Regions from separate parts of the Mus musculus genome. Here region 1 is linked to region 2. A link is a contact called in public HiChIP or PLAC-seq data. All regions are on one chromosome and are shown on one strand. The core of a region is the stretch at or near the end of the contact, and the rest is flanking DNA. Distances in the headings are between cores, read along the strand shown.

The links. HiChIP or PLAC-seq counts read pairs in DNA pulled down with a chosen protein or histone mark.
Region 1: an HNF4G HiChIP or PLAC-seq map of pancreatic cancer cells shows a contact between it and region 2. The contact joins two enhancer-like sites. A contact is called at or near these places in 1 of 15 datasets of contacts at CTCF or cohesin (CD8 T cells), 3 of 484 Hi-C or Micro-C datasets (CD4 T cells, LSK cells and the N1E-115 cell line) and 3 of 115 datasets of contacts at active chromatin or transcription factors (embryonic stem cells, microglia and pancreatic cancer cells).

What each region holds. Positions count from the first base shown.
Region 1 is chr2:90,610,121-90,615,054 of GRCm38.p6, reverse strand. No RefSeq gene overlaps it. Among named protein-coding and RNA genes, the nearest start is that of Gm39870, 12 kb to the left of the region's middle. Within about 2 kb of position 2,679, at least 96 of the 459 cell types and tissues checked have an H3K27ac peak or open chromatin away from gene starts, as enhancers often do. A contact at or near this core is called in pancreatic cancer cells, where this site is marked.
Region 2 is chr2:90,543,708-90,548,521 of GRCm38.p6, reverse strand. All of the region lies in intron 1 of Ptprj (protein tyrosine phosphatase, receptor type, J), which reads left to right. Among named protein-coding and RNA genes, the nearest start is that of Ptprj, 34 kb to the left of the region's middle. Within about 2 kb of position 3,166, at least 66 of the 459 cell types and tissues checked have an H3K27ac peak or open chromatin away from gene starts, as enhancers often do. A contact at or near this core is called in pancreatic cancer cells, where this site is marked.

The DNA of each region.
Region 1 (4,934 bases), core at 1,430-3,929, 67 kb before region 2:
TTGAACCTAAATTGCAATCGCAATGACTAACGTTCCACTCGCCTGCCTACCAGGCTGTGGCCCAGGACCTGGGTGGGAGCTGGGTAGCAGTGGTGCACCAGTGGGTGGCTCTAGGCACAGAGTTATCTCAGAATGAAAAGCGATTTTCATGTAATATTCCCAGGTTACTCCATGATTCTTCCTGTCTCACAGTTGAGAGGGCGGAGGCTCAATGGAAATTAGAATTCGAGTCCATCCTAGGCTCCTTTTCCCCATCTGGTGTGTGTGAGAGGGTGACTTAATTCTTTCCCTCCATTTCAATGAGAAAATGCCACGTGGCGGAGGTGGGGGGTGTGTGTGGGAGGGGTGTTGGCAATTTCAGTCCGTAGGAGTGGTGATGGCTCTCTATTCCCAGCTGCCTCCTTTTGTTTGGGAACTTCACCAGGATGGGCCTTTCTGCAAACATGAGGCAAATTCCTGCTCATCATCCTTGGGGACCAGGGTGCGGTCACCCCAATCTCCTCACTCACTGAAGTGAACGGAGACTCTTGCCAGTGGTCTCTCATCCTGGAGATTCACCGGCATATAGTGTTCTTGGAGGGGGATTCCATCCGGACCGTTGGCATTTGTTCATTCCTTCATTTCGGGAGCTTTCCCTCCCAGACCTTCGGACTACACCCATGAGCTTTCTAAGCTGAACTGTGGGCAGAGAGGTTGTGGGGTTCCTCAGCAAAGCAGCCCAAAACAGGAGTATAACTGGGAGGCTGGAGAGATGGGGTGGGCTCAGTGGTTAAGAGCAAGTATGGGCTTGCACAGGGTTCGGTTCCCGGCACCAGCAACAGGGGCTCACAAGCACCTATATCTGCAGTTCTAGGGGATCTGGCACATGCTTCTGGCCTCCATGGGCACCTGTACTCAGATGTACAAACGACACACATACACATACATGATTTTAAAAATGAAAATACATTTTAGAAAAGATTGCAACTGATTCTTGGGACAGAGTACTCTGGGGTCTTGGATATCATCATGGTGATGACTTCATGCAGAAAAAGTATTTGGGGGAAGAACCAGAAGCTTTTGGTAATATTGATTAATACTTGACTTTTAAGTCAGGGGTAGCTAGTGGGAGATAGGTAGACAGAGAACAGAATCGGGGGATGTGGCTTAGAGGTGTTCTTAGCTGTTAGAGGTTGTCATTAAAATTTGAATTTAAATGCCTGGAGGTGGGAGGGAATCAAAACTTCCTTGGTTCTCACAGCTCCCTAGCCGTCCCATCTGATTCATATATTTATCAGCCATCTGTCTAAACTCTGGAACTAACTGGGTTTTTTGTACTAACAGCAGTTGTCTGTGCTTTTGAGGTGTCATGTATTCAAGCATCAGAGGACAGAAAGTGGCCTTGTATGTGGTATGGTTTGAAACTTTGACATGTTCTCTGATTCAGTAGTGAAGGGGATAGCAAAGGTGAACGTTATTTGGGGAATGTGTGTGTGTGTGTATGTATATATATATATAGTGTGTGTGTGTGTAGTAATGGGAATTGATGATTTTTAAAAGAGACAAATAACTCATCCATTGCACTTGTGTTAATTGAGAGTTGTTTCAAGATGGGCAGCTCTAAGCACTGGGAATAGATCTGTGAGGAAAGCAGACAAACACAGAACTTGAATTCTGCAGTGGGTTGTGGGAAATCAATAGAGACAATCCGTTGTTGGATAGTGGTTAAGTGGTAAAGAAAATGATGTTAACAAAGACTATGGGAAGCTGTTCTTTTAGTTAAGCTCCTTCCTACACTAGACCTCATGGGACAGGGCCAACTCCAAATGGAATAACTCATACTAAAGCCACAAGATGAAACTGAAACCTTAAAGGGACAGATGGCAAGTTTCCCTAAACAGGAGTCTCTAGCCTGTCTGACTGAGTGTAGTAAGAAAGGTCCCTCTTAGGATTCATTTGTTTGTTTTTTAGGCATGCCAACTGACATGCTAGGCAAACTCTCCACCAGTGAGTGTATCTCTGCCCCTCCCCCCGCTTTTGTTCTGTTTCTTTGTTCCCACCTTATAACCTACTTCTGCCATTTCCTATGGGATTGATCAATCTATTTTTTAGTCTAGGGGGCTTCCTTGATTCATGATTTGCAAATATAAGCAATTAAATCTGTAAAATCAGATCAAGCAAAGAAGCAGCCAGACCCCAACTTTTGTCTTTTGACAGGGGAAAATATTAGAGGAGGTTTATAAAATGAATATTTAGCAAAAATAAGTAAGTGAGGTTGTTGGTCATAGGACTAACTGGGGGCAAAAGCAATCTAGACATCATCTAGAGGCATTGAAGTGGGACCAGGCCTGGTGTGTTGAAGAGAGTTCTCATATCACATTCTAGTCTACATTGTCTTGTTAATGTGAGGAATCCATCACTGTTCTCCTTTACCATTGGGCAAACTGGCTAGGGAGCTCTAGGCTGCACAAGCAACCAAGGTAGACTCTACCCCAAGGGAGAATTTGTGCTTCTAAATACTAAGGTACTAAATTGTTGCAGAAATGATTTCCTTGGCTTTGGTAGACTCAGGTAGTCCCTCTGCTTCCAGCTGCAAGCAGCCTTTCCAAGGCCAGGAGGAAAACCCTGGGTGTGGTAGTAGGAGAGAGAGTGAGTCAAGCCTTGGCCGGCTTCCTGCTGAGTCACAGCTACTGGGCTGAGAGAGGCCGGTGGGGCGCAGTCCTCATCTTCTCCTAGTGGCAAGTTCTTCCCTTTGCAGGAGACGCCTGTTGACAGGCCGCAACTGCACACCAACATTGAATGAATTTGCTTGACTTTCCTAAGAGTTTTGTTGTGAACTTGCGGTTGGGCTCCGCTTCCTAATGTGATCCCACAGCCAGCAAGAGGGCACAGCTATGGAGGCCATCTTTCTGCTCATGTCCTTCGTGGACACATTCTGTCCCTTGTGGTCCTACTCTTACCCCATCTGAGGATGAACCGTTCAAAAACAGTCCTGAGCTTGTCCTGCCAGGACAAAAATGGGTGGAGATACAGAGGAAAGCTGTGTGGAGATTATCCTGGTCTCCTGATGACTCGATGCAAACAGGGAAAGGCTGAAGCATGCCAGATTTGTTAAGTCTTCAAAGCACGGGTTCATGAATAATAAGCACAGGTAATACATACTGTGCATTTCAGCTATGCCAGGCGATATTCTAGCCACTTAACATGTCTTGACATCTTTGGTTTCATTTTTATAACCTTAGAAGGGATGAACTTTCTGAGTGATAGATAAGGAAATGGAGGAATACAGTTGTCACAAATTGGAAAGAGCAGAAAGGGTAGCAGGGACAAAATCCAGAAGGAAGGAGAGTACAGGCTGGATTTAAGATTGTATGGCAGCAGAAGATAGAGGGGATGGGGCTGCAGCTCAGTGATAGGATGTTCGCTAACCATGTAGCTCAAGCTGGCCTTGAACTTGAACCAATCCTTCTGTTTCAGCCTCCAGTTACTGAGATTCCAAGCTTGTGCTGCCACACCTGGCTAAAATACCTTTGAGTTGATTTCTTCCAAGCCTCAGACCTGTGTGTTTCCACTTTGGTTTATGGTTGTCTTGCAGAATGAATAATGAGATTGAACAAAGACAGCAGAAAGAACTCAGATTCTATGTGGCAAAGAGACACACGATCTGATCATGCTGCCTTCACTTGGAGATTACACGGATGCCCCACCACATCTGGCTTATTGTGCTTGGAATTGAACTCAGGGCTAGGTAAGCACTCTGCCCACAGATGTATCTCCAGCCTGGTATTCATCCTGATAGCACTTTAGTCCTTTCCTGTATGATACCATGAACGATTAATTTGCAACCATATGTGAGGATAACCACTCATAGTGTTATTACAATGATTAAGATGATATAGATGATGTGTAGACCTGGTACCTGTGTGAGGGAGAATTGTTCTTAGTTATTAATATCACACTGTCTTTCCAGGTCTAAAACCACTGGCATATCTACATTATTGATAATTTCACAAAATCTAAGGTATCTTACCAACTGTACTCCACACCATGATTGGTGTCTCTCTATGAAATTAAAAGGCCAGGGAGGAAAAGCTTTCCTATTACCAGGAATTTCTGTGTTCCCTGCATTCAAAGGCCTCCTTTAAGTCTGCTTGTTACATAGATTTATATTTTCTAAGGAGCTGTTTTTTCCTGGCCTTTAAATTGTTGTTTTCGTGTTTAATATGCATGTGTGTGTGTAAACGCCAGAAAAGGTCATTAAATCCCTGTGTGTGTGTGTGTGTGTGTGTGTGTGTGTGTGTGTGTGTGTGTATGTGCACTGCATCAATATGGATGCAGCATAAGCACACGTGTGGCAATTAGAGAACAACTTGCAAAAAGCAGCTCTTTCCTTTTATCATACGAGTTCTGGAATCGAATCCAGAATATCAGGTTTGGTGGCAGTCTCCTTTATCAGCTAAGACATCTCCTGGTCTGTCTGTCTGTCTGTCTGTCTGTCTGTCTGTCTGTCTTTCTTTCTTTCTTTCTTTCTTTCTTTCTTTCTTTCTTTCTTCCTTCCTTCCTTCCTTCCTTCCTTCCATCCTTCCTTCCTTCCTTTCTTTCTTTCTTTCTTTCTTTCTTTCTTTCTTTCTTTCTTTCTTTCTTTCTTTCTTTCTTTCTTTCTTTCAGGTATTTTCTTCATTTACATTTCCAATGCTATCCCAAAAGTCCCCCATATCCCCCCCCCCCCACTCATCTACCCACCCACTCCCACTTCTTGGCCCTGGTGTTCCCCTGTACTGAGGCCTATAAAGTTTGCACTACCAATGGGCCTCTCTTTCCACTGATGGCCAACTAGGCCGTCTTCTGATACATATGCAGCTAGAGACACGAGCTCCAGGGGGTACTGGTTAGTTCATATTGTTGTTCCACCTATAGGGTTGCAGATCCCTTTAGCTCCTTGGGTACTTTCTCTA
Region 2 (4,814 bases), core at 1,917-4,416:
TCTCTGCCTAGAGAATGCTGGGAGTAAAGGTGTGCACTACCACATCTGGCTTTTGCTCTTTTGTTTCTTAACAATTTGAGGAAAAGTTGAGTTGCTTTTAGAAATCATCATCTAATCTGGGCATAGTTTTGTATGCCTTTAATCCCTTGGTAGGCATCGGCTGGTGGATTTCTGTGAGTTCAAGCCTGGTCTACATAACCAGTTTCAGGACAGCCAGGGTTCCACATAGAGAGACCTTGTCTCAAAAAGCAAAACAAAAATAAACAACAATAAAAAACAAACAATCAAGGCAGGAGGATTGAAAATTTGAAGCTGGCTTGGGCAATATATTGAGACATTATGTAAAAAAAAAAAAAAAAGAAAAGAAAAAGGAAAAGAAAAAGAAAAAAGTAAAAAAAAAAAAGGAAAAGAAAAAAATAAAGTATGCGGCAGTGGGAGAGTAACATGGCTGTGCAGAATTAGCAGTGTATATGTGTGCACAGCAGCAGTCCTGGGTGGCAGGTTATGTGTGCAGCCAGGGACAGAAGAGGAACCATAAATTTTGCAGGCATGGTTTGTTTTGGGTCTCTATTACATTTGCTTTGCCTTACATATTGTTTAAAAGATGGATTTTTTTTTTAAAGGAAAAGGAACTGTGTATTTGAGATAAGGAGTAAAATAAAGTGAAATAAATACTTGGGATTGTAGCTATCAAAGGCACATTATTTCTGAGATCACTGTGTTTCTGCACTGTTCCAATATTTATACAGAAATCAGAGAATACAAAGTGCGGACATGTCCTGAGATTCTGGTTGAATTTTCATTTGTAATAGTGTTCGTTTTCCTTTGTTTCACTGAGCTGAGTTTAGCGATATTTCAGGAGGGTTCAGCCAGTGGCTCTCCAAAGACAATAAATATTGCTTTGTGGGTAGGTCCCCACCCTGTGCCTTCCTTGGTACCATTATGTGGTAGCCAAAAGTCAGCACCCAGTATGCAAATGTTGGGGTGGACAGATATGAGTCAGTTCCTTAGTTTTCAGCATGCTATGCCATAGATTTGGTGGCAGTGATAGAGAGTATTGACCTGGCCAATGGGAATGCTTTTTGTCTCTTATTCTTACGGGGATGTCACTCACCTGTTGCCATGGCCTGTTTCCATAGTAAGTCATTTAGAGTTCCTTGAGCTTAGGGCTATGCCTGCTTCTGTGACGCTCACATCTGGATGTTTTTTTTAAAAACCTGAACTTGGTGCTGTTGGCTGCAGAGCAAGGGCCCACGTTGCGGCTGGTCATGGTTCATTGCTGGAGGTGGGAGCAGCCGAGCAGACACTGGTTTCAAAATCATCTGAAAACCACACTGCAGGTATTTCCCACATTGCTAGCTTCTAGCCTGGTGCTTCTAGAAACAACACTGGGCTATATCTTAGCACCAGACTCTTTTTCTGCCTCTCATTGGTGCGGAGGTGTTTGAGCTCAGCAGCACGGGGACAAGTGAATCAAACAATGACAAGCCAGGGGATTTGGCTAACTCACCTTAGATGATCTGACCAGGGTTGGGTGCAGAATGATTCCCAATGGAGCAGGCTGGCTTTTTTTTTTTTTTGAATGAATGAATGAATGAACACACTATTGTTCTGTGATGGGAGGGGATGCTGGCCACAGCACAGAACTGTTAATAAATGGTTAGGCTTTGTGCCTAGTCCCTTTCTAGAAGCTTTCATGGGGGCATCACATGTAGGGATGAAGCTAAAAATGGGTCTGTCTGAAGGACAGCTGTATCAAGAATAAATCATAAAATGAAGACCACTGTTTAAATGAATGTGCACAGCACACTGCAGGCAGCCACCACTTGCAGAAGATGTGTACACTGGAGCTTTCCTGTAAGCCTGGCACTCCTGGTCTTCCATAGCAGTTTCTAGTGTTATCATTTGGTTTTGTCTTCATTTTTATAAGACTTTGGTTTTTCAGGTGAAATCTTTACATATGTTGCATTTATCAACAGTCTAGGACTCTAGTCCACAAGTGCTTCTGTGAGATGACTTGAGAACCCTGGCCACAAGAGCCAGGCTGCCTGAGTTCACATACCCGATCTTCTGGCCCTGTTGACAGTGGATGAGTGACTAACCTTTCTGTGTCTTAGTGCCTACAGTGTAAACTGGGGAGGATAGAATGTCTGCCATCAGGTTGTTGTGAGAATTAAACATGTCAGAGGAGTTCGGGGCACATGGTAAGCTTTCTATGTGTTGGTTACATAAGATGATTAAGATGCAGTGTGGGTCAGTGAGAATATCATTGGTCTGTTGAATCTGGAATCTGGCTTTGCCTGCTGTCTAAGCTGCGTGTCTGGCCAGGCCCTTTCCTCTCTTAGGTTTTGATTTCACACCTGTAAAACTAAGAAATTCGACTTAAGCAGTACTTCCTTAGACTCCGCAGTAAAGGGAAAGAGGGGAGGCAGCATCAGGAGCACATGATAGAAACTTCTAGACTCTGTGCCTGCTCTAATTACAAGGTTTATTTCATGTAATGGATTTTGGCTGGAGAGAAAAAATGATCCTGTGTGTGAGTGTGAGTGTGTGTGTGTGTGTGTGTGTGTGTGTGTGTATGTTATGAGTGCGGAAGTAGCTGAGTGAAACGACCCAAGGATCCTTTGTGCAGAAGGTACAGGTCTGCGGGTGAGTCGGGGGGAGACTGGCAGGGATGGGTTGGGTAGGCATTTTTTGGGAGAGGAATCTGAAGACTCAAGATTACATAGTATGGCTTACAGCTAAATAGAGTATGCAAGAATGTGGTGGCTGCTTTTAGCAATTTGTCCAAAAGGTTAGGAAGTGATTTTCTTATTAGGGAGATGCAAATATCTCATATTACAGGAGATATTTGGATAAGGAAACCAGAGTTTGGGGGGAGAGAGCAAGCGGTGAATCACAGAAAGAAAACCGAATGTGGAAACACGGTCTACAGGCATTCTCCTCATTTGATCTGAGCAGTGCTTGCCTGAGCCAGAACTTAGGAGGCCTTGCCAACAGCTCCTCTTGCTTCCTCCTTGCCTTTTCTTTCCTTTCCATTCTGATGATCACTAGGAATTTCCCCGATCTGATTGCCCATTCACTCACTGGCATTATCACACAGCGATGAGGAACTGACTTGCCAAGTGGAAAACCATTCACAGGCTAAATGTGTGGCTTTGAGTCAGACTGTTCCCTGGGTTTTAGAACTTTGCTCTTATTAAAGTGGAGTTTGGCTGAGTTGGCTTAGTGGGTGAAGGCTCTTGCCACCAAGCCTGACAACTTGAGTTTGATCCCTAGGACCTACGTGGTGGAAGGGGAGATCTGATCCCTCAAAGTTGGCCTCTGACTGCCACCTGCTTTGGTATTTGTACCTTTGCTGTCCATAACATAAATAAGAGCAATAAAGTGAAATTTGATGTTTCTTAAAATTAAAAAAAAATTGTTATGATGCTATACATTTTTTGGTTATAACAAGAATTTTGATTATTTGTACTCTTCTGGGTCACTTCATGTGCCCCAAAGAGGTCCCCCACCCCCATCCCTCATGTGTGTTCACGTATGTAAGTGCAGGGACATGCATACTGTGGTGCCTTTGTGCAGAACCTCAGGTGTTTATCCTTGCCTTCTCTCTTGCTTAACACAGCTAACTGTCTTGAGAGTTTGGGGGATATGTCTGCTTCTCTGTCTTTCCGAAAGGAGTGCAAGGGTTTCAGACGTGTGTGCTGTGTACCCCCCGCCCCCCTTTTAAATGTGGGATCTGGACTCAGGTTTGTGTGTCAAGCTCTTTACATCCTACATCACCTCCCTGCTAACCCTAAAGCCCTCTTTCAAAACCCAGGTCCAGCAGTTCCTCCAGCAGGCCTCCCATCCCACCCTGCCCTTGTTCACATTCCTCCCACACCTTCAATTACTCTGTGTCTAGGGTTTGATGTTTCTTTCTCCAGTGAGATTGCTTGCTCGCTGAAGATGAAGCACAGTTATATTTCTTTTCTACCTTGTTCAACTCTTTCTTTAAATAACCATCAGAGCCGTGGAGTCAATTCTCGAATCATCACAAATGGCTGATGCTAATAAGGGTAAGCATGCGGCCCTTTTACCTGGTTCTGGGACACTGTGCCTGCTGCCTGGATTGCTAGCTGGAGACGGCTGAACATTTGGTTGTATAGTGTGTGTGGATTGCAAGCTTTACGCGTGAACTGTGCTGTCATTTCCTATATCCATGTGGCATCGAAACCAGGGATACCTGCAGTTTTCCCAGGGCTGGCAGAACTGTCTCATTCAGTTGTTTTTTGAGCCCTGCTAGGAAGGTCTGACACACAGTAGGTAACAGGAGGAGTCCAAGTGTAAAGAGTCCTGTGGCACTAGAAGGTATTAGGTTTCTCCTAGGCTTGCTGCCCAGTCCCCTGGAGGTGCCTTCTGATTTCCCTTAGTGGTGCCATCTGGCTGGGCCTGAAGGTATAGTGGAAGAAGTGAGGTGCTGGGCTGTCACTGCTTGATCTTATAGATAGGGTGTAGGGTTTGAGTGAGGGGCAAACACCAAGATCTGGAAGGATCAACTCTACTAAGCTACATATGACAGGAGTTTGCAAATCTTTTGGGGTGTGGTAGATACCCTTTGAAAGATGCCAAGTGACTAGTGGACATTGGTTCTCAGTCTTGAAGGGAATGGACATGGGTTGTGAACTCTGCTTAAAGGGAACATTTGCCAGTTAGCTTCTTTGTTGTCTTGTAAAAGTGTAGCCGCAGAAGATCCATGTTTCCAATGTGATGTCTGTTGTTTCAAAAACAGATGGTCAATTCAACAATGCGTCTGCTGGCCCCTGAACAGGGGC